Linked DNA regions of Danio rerio: region 1 is linked to region 2. Evidence: chromatin contacts called from public Hi-C data. All regions are on one chromosome and are shown on one strand. The core of a region is the stretch at or near the end of the contact, and the rest is flanking DNA. Distances in the headings are between cores, read along the strand shown. Region 1 holds the start of smad6b (SMAD family member 6b). Region 2 has its middle 9.6 kb from the start of snapc5.

What was found. A called contact is a pair of places that touch in the nucleus more often than the background predicts.
Region 1: a contact with region 2 is called in a Hi-C map of embryo, with 1.7 times the contacts expected there. The contact joins the promoter of smad6b here to the enhancer-like site in region 2. A contact is called at or near these places in 1 of 18 Hi-C or Micro-C datasets (embryo) and 1 of 4 datasets of contacts at active chromatin or transcription factors (embryo).

What each region holds. Positions count from the first base shown.
Region 1 is chr18:21,033,709-21,037,328 of GRCz12tu, reverse strand. It overlaps smad6b (SMAD family member 6b), which reads right to left and starts at 2,061. Exons shown (of 4, transcript NM_001045051.2): 1 at 572-2,061. The coding sequence starts at 1,355.
Region 2 is chr18:20,885,791-20,889,195 of GRCz12tu, reverse strand. No RefSeq gene overlaps it. Among named protein-coding and RNA genes, the nearest start is that of snapc5, 9.6 kb to the right of the region's middle. Within about 2 kb of position 1,430, at least 25 of the 62 cell types and tissues checked have an H3K27ac peak or open chromatin away from gene starts, as enhancers often do.

The sequences.
Region 1 (3,620 bases), core at 812-3,311, 150 kb before region 2:
AGACCCTTAACATCTCTAAAACAAATAAATATGCACTAACCATCAAGCAATTAATCTATTTGAGGCCATATTTGAGGAATACATACTCCACTGAGTAGCAGATAATTAATAAAGTGCCTAATTTAATCTAGGACAAAGTCCCAAATGTTATCTAACCTCAGTTCAGAAACCTGCAATAAATACATCAAAATGTCATGCTTAATATGCAGTTGAAATGTTTGTCTTATTTCTGCCAATTAAGCTATTTAGTTTCCTGGAGAAACTTGATTGTTGGAAAATAAAGCGGCACTACAGAGCTGTGGAGTTGGGTAGCCTATAGCCTAATGTAGTTCATTAACTGAAACGTTAAGCTGTCATTTGACTGAGGACAAATACTTCACACACTAACAAGCAACTCTTAATTCTTTGCTGTTGCACTCATTTTATCAATGGCATTCTGTAGTACATGAATCACTGCAATAGCACGGCTTCAACGCAACCGTTAGGGGAACCCTAAGGAAAGCCCTTGGCATAACAGCAGGTGTAAAGCAAAATACTTTTAGATACAATCGTCGACAGGACCTTCGCTTACCTGGCCCACAGAGTCGGCTGTAATGATATGGATTGCAGCACACTACCGGACCGTCCTGAGCTCCGAAGCTCTTGCACTCACAGAGCGCTTTTAGCTGGGCCGTGTGCTGCAGGTCAGACCACCGGTAAAGCTTACAGATAAGCAGTTGTGGAGGAGCCATGTGGCCGCCTAACCGCAGCTCGGTCCGCGATACCATCACACAGTCGCTCGGCATCCCGCCTGACTCCACAGCTTCCAACAAAGTATCCAAGGTTTTCTCCTTTAGCCTTTTTAATAGTGAATAGGTGGCGGTCTTGAGCTCCTGCTCCATGACGGAGCGAGGTTTCGACTCCTGGCTCTCCAGAGGACCGGGGTCCCGTGAAGAGCCAATGTTCCTCAGCACAAACTGGCACGAGCCTGGCTCCGGACTTCTAGATCCAGAATGATGGTCCCGATCTTTGAATAAACAGCAAGTGACTGTTCTACAATCGCTGTCCTGCACAGACCGAGGGCTTCCCACCGTACATACCGTACCCCCATCTTGGTCCAAAAAGCCCCCTGAGGTGCCACCGCCGCTGCTCTCAGCGGGATTCCTCGTACACACTTCCCCATAGTCCACGCTAGGCGACCCGCTCGGGGTCATCGGTCTGAACTCCGTCTTGGGAATTTTCTCTGGGTTGGTGCCAAGCAGATCGTCTCGAGACCCCTCGCCGCTTTTGCCATATCCATCGCCCCCCTCTTTATCTGGAATCAAACGGCTTCTCCAGAGTCGCCGCACAAGACCTGAGCGTTTCGTCCTGAACATACGACAACTTGAAACTCTAGATGAGTTATTTACGTTCAGATCTCAGCGATTTGAAACTATTTCTGAGCTCGTGCAACATTAATGTTGGCCGAATGCCGTGCAGCGCGTGCACAGCCGAGCACCGTATATCGGTGGCAAAGCCACAACATTAGTTTGGAAGGCACAATGCTATATTGCATTAAAAACAGAAATCGTCAAACTACCGCATAGCGAAACGCATTCATTTTACAAGAACGCTGTCAAGAAGCCTACATGTGAACCATGTTTGGAAAGTGGACCAAGAGTCCGATGATGTTTTTTTCCAGATTTAAAATGCACTACGGGTTTTAACTACATCAAATAAATGTGATGTCAAAAAACCCCAGGCGAAAATCTACTCTAGTCGCGCGCTCTTAAATGTTTTCGGACTTTGAAACACGTTCAAATCCACTCTTCAACAGCGGGTCTGGAGACATGAATGAAGCTGCTCCTCGGCGAATTAAATCCACAGACAATTCCTTGCAGAATTCACTATTCCGGTTGTTTTTCCACAATTCCAGCGCGCTCTCTTTTTTGCGATCCAAAAATATCCTTGTGCGCGCGCCGGGGCCAGAAAAGGAACAATCCGTAGACTTATAATGTGCTCCTGGTTCCGTGTTCAGACCTGGTCAAACTGCAACCCAGATATCTCTCTCTTTCTCCGTTTCTCTCCCTTTTTCCTTTTTTTCTCCCCCTGTCACACACATACACACACACATACGCACACACACAGGGCCCCCGAGGAGAGCGATGGAGCCATTGGCTGACTACCATCATGTGCTAGTCTAGACACTTTGGCGGCTCTGAGCTGCACTGATTGTTGCGCAAACAAGGTTTCAAGTTTCTTAACTCTTAAAGGCATAACATCCATCTATTTCTTTTTTCTTCATATATCCTAACTAAGATAATTGTTTATTCCAAGCAAAGAAAAAAAAACTTCGCGTAAATTACAACCAATGTAAAAATCTGATGCTATTTAACAAACATTTTCAAGATGATGATGTTAATGCAACTTTACTGCGGTCATAACTTTATGTTAAGTGTTGTGCAATTTATTTTTATTCTTAAAAATGCAAAATAACAATAATACGTAATATGCATGAGCAAAAAAATAAGTTATACTACATAGTAAAAACCCCTTTATAGATTCCTCCAGAAAGTTTTAATTTTTATTTTGTGGCATCTTATTTCAAGTAGTTTTCAGCTTTATACTGACACCTATAGGTCCGGATGCATGACGATTATGTGTATATTTTATGGTCAATGAAATGTTCTGGAAAAAATATGAATTTGAAAAGAGAAACTTTGCAGTATATTGACTGTTAATATAGACCATTTTGAAGGATGTAAACAAAAACAACGGTCCCAATGTGTTTCTTGTTTTAAAATTTTCATTTAGCTTCCGAGAATCCAAAAAGAGCCACATTTTAATCAATAATGTTATGATTTTATGTTATGACTGTTTCAACAATAAGTTATGATTAAATTGCTTCTTATTGCAGTCATGAAATAGTTTGATAACAAGCAAAAATGTTCATGGGCCAATGGCATGACCACATTGAAATGGTCTACAGAATGGTCTCAGAACAAAATCACTAGGACAAAATAGTCTCAACATGAAATGGCAACTTGCTGTAGAAAAAAACAGCTTTCTAAGAATATTCAATTTTACTTTAGTTTAAAAATTTTAAATTTTCAATAAATCTGTTTCTTCCTGACTATTCATTGTCTATACACACATTGTCTATATATATATTTTTTATATATATATATATATATATATATATATATATATATATATATATATATATATATATATATATATATATATATATTTATATATATATATATATATATATATATATATATATATATATATATATATATATATATATATATATATATATATATATATATATATTATTTGTAATATTAATTAATTGCATTTTTTTACTTGTTCAGACTACTTAATTAAAATGAGCTGAAATAACACAATTATTGAGATTTTATTAGGACAACTTAATTTTTTTGTTCAATCCACATAAATTTGCTAAGTGTTAAGTTGTCTTAATCAATTTGTGTTGGGACAACATGAATTAATTGTATTGAACCCTGCCTTTTTTACAGTGCATCATATATCACATATAGAGCTCCCGCTAATAAACTATGCATTACCTTTACTTCTCATGCTTGTGAACATACTTATAAACGGTTTTACTTATTTTCTACATGTGCATCTGTAACTGC
Region 2 (3,405 bases), core at 181-2,680:
CAAGACCATAAACGCAAAAACAAACTGACTAAAAAATAGTACATATCCCAGGGCTGTTGCAATAATGAACGGACAATAAATATCTTACGCACCTTTTAACTTGAAAGCTGCTAGAAAATGTACTTTATACACACTTCAAACATTGTATTGTTACTACTTTTATAATTATTGTTGCCTTTTTACCTTTTTATGTATTGTTTGATATTGTTGTTGTTTTAGACAATTGGCACTGTATTGCAGGGAAGGGCAAACATAAATTTCATTGTATTTTGTACAATGAAAATGAATATTCTGATTCTGAACTCCACACAGAAACGCCAACGGGTCCAGCCAGGACTTAAACCAGCAATCCTGGCTACAGCAGCAAAGACCACATTGGGAGCCGGAACAGGAAACCGAGACTACAATTCACACAGGCTCATCATAATTGGTCATTAGGTTATTGGAAAACATTGTCTGGTCTGATGAGTCTCCATTTCTGCTGTGATATTCGAATGATAGGGTCAGAATTTGGCTCCAGCAACATGAAAGCATGGATCTATCCTGCCTTGTATTAAGGGTCCAGGCTGGTGGTGGTTGTGTAATGTTGTGGGTGATCATTTTCTTGGCACAGTTTGGGCCTGTTAGTGCCAATTGAGCATTGTGTCAATGCCACAGCCCACCTGAGCATTGTTGCTGACCATGTCCATCTCTTTATGACTATTGTGTACTAATCTTCTGCTATTTCCAGCAGCCTAATGCGCCATGTTTCTGGATACTTGAACATGACAATGAGTTCACTGTACTTAAATGACCTCCACAGTCACCAGATATCAATCCAATAGAGCACCTTTGGGATGTGGTGGAAAGGAGATTTGCATCATGGATGTGCAGCCGACAAATTTGTAGCAACTGTGTAATGTCATCATGTCAATATGGACCAAAATCTCTGGGGAATATTTCCAGTACCTTGTTGAATCTGTGCCACGAAGGATTGAGGCAGTTCTGAGTGCAAAAGGGTGTTCTAACCTGCCCGGTACTTGTAAGGTGTACCTAATAAAATGGCCAGTGAGTGTATATATACTATACAGCCTATCAACGTTGTCCCAAAACTATTGAACAACACCCTTTATTGTTTCAGGACAATTTAGAAAATCGTTTTTGATACACTTAAAATGTTGACTGCTGATTCATTACTGATTAATTGAAATTTATGTGATATATTTAAAAATGTAAATAAATCAATATTTTCTGCCAGGGCATTATCAGGTTTTTTTTTTTTGACAGATTATTTTTACAGTGTTGCCATGTATATATTTGATATATTTCTACTTGCGTTGCTTTTTCCAGCCATCATGGTTGCTTTGAGAAATTGAGTCACAACTTCCTGACTTGACTGTCCAAAGGTCAATCCTGCTGGCTTAATCCGACTCCCTTTGCCCTCTTTCCCTTTAGCAGGGCCCCTGGACCTCTGCATTCCTCAATCCTCCAGCACCTTCAAATGGTGCAGTGCAGAGGCCTCAAACAGCCACCAGCTCGAGGAAAGGCCTCACTCAGAGAAAATGCATGCCTGCAGCGGCAACCGGGCCCCAGTGATGACAGGGAGAAGGCAACTGGGGCTCCGCGGGGTGCAGATTGGTATATGCAGCACATTAGTCCCCCGAGCCAGAGACCACAGTTAAACCCAGCATGAGAATATCTTGAATATCTCAAGATGCCTGTCATGAAATGGCTGAGTTATATTATACTTCGTCTCATATTCATAAGGGGAAAAAAATCATTTTGTGCATTGCGTTGTGGCATCACTCGACTTATTTTTAGTTATTTATTTATATTCATTTTATTAAAAGTGTGCAACAAATTCTTTTTATTATATACATTATTTATTTTTATTTCAAGTTTATGGTTTTATATACAGTTGAAGTCAGAATTATTATTAGCCCCCATTTGATTTTTTTTCTTTTTTAAATAACTCCCAAATAATGTTTAACAGAGCAAGGAAATTTTCACAGTATGTCTGATCATATTTTTGTCTTCTGGAGAAAGTCTAATTTGTTTTATTTCGGTTAAAATCAAACCAGTTTTACATTTATTATGAACCAATTTAGGGCCAAAATTATTAGCCCTTTTAAGCAATTTTTTTCCGATAGTCTACAAAACAAACCTTCGTTATACAATGACTTACCTAATTACCCTAACCTGCCTAGTTAACCTAATTAACCTAGTTAAGCTTTTAAATGCCACTTTAAGTGTCTTGAAAATATATATTAAAATATGATTTACTGTCATCATGGCAAAGAAATCAGTTATCATAAACTCTGTTAAACAGATATTGGAGGAAAAAATAAACAGGGAGCTAATAATTCTGACTTCAACTGTATATTTAATATACACACATAGAAACTTTGATACAAAATATTTTAGTTTAGTTTAGTTTTAGTTTGTGCTTATATATATAGAAAATCATAATATGATTATTGTATAACAACGTGCATGAGTTTAAATGATTTAAGAAATAAATATAAGAGCTGGGCAAAGATAAATCACAATTAATCACTTCCAAAATAAAAGTTTGTTTGGATTTAATGTAAGTGTGCCTGCCATGTACATTTATTATGCATATATTAATACACAAATGCATGCATATATTTGAGAAAATGTTTATTTATATTTAGACATAAAATATAGATATTGTACAAATTCTGTATAAATTTAAATATCTATGTAACAAAACGTGTTAGTTTTGTATGTGCATGTATTATATACTGTTGAAGTCAGAATTAATAGCCCCCTGAATTATTAGCCCCCCTGTTAATTTTACCCCCAATTTTTGTTTAAAAAAGAGCATTTTTCAACACATTTCTAAACATAATATTTTGAATAACTCATTTCTAATCACTGATTTATTTTATCTTTGCCATGATGACAGTAAATAACATTTTACTAGATATTTTTCAAGACACTTCTACACAGCTTAAAGTGACATTTAAAGGCTTAAATAGGTTAACTAGGTTAACTATGCAGGATAGGGTAATTAGGCAAGTCATTGTATAATGATGGTTTGTATTGTAGACTATCGAGAAAAAAAATAGCATAAAGGGGCTAATAATTTGGACCCTAAAATAGTTCATAAAAAAAATAAAAACTGCTTTTATTCTAGCTTAAATAAAACAAGTAAGACTTTCGCCAGAGGAAAAAAATATGATCAGACATACTGTGAAAATTTCCTTGCCCTGCTAAACATAATTTGGGAAATATTTAAAAGAAAAAAAATTAAAAGGGTGGCTAATAATTCTGAATTCATATATGAGTAATATCACACGAGCAGCAGTGCGATATGGCTGTATATCGGCACTGGTGGGAGGGGTGCGTTGCCGATATACAGCCATATCGCACTGCTATGAGTGTGATATTGCGTTTATACAA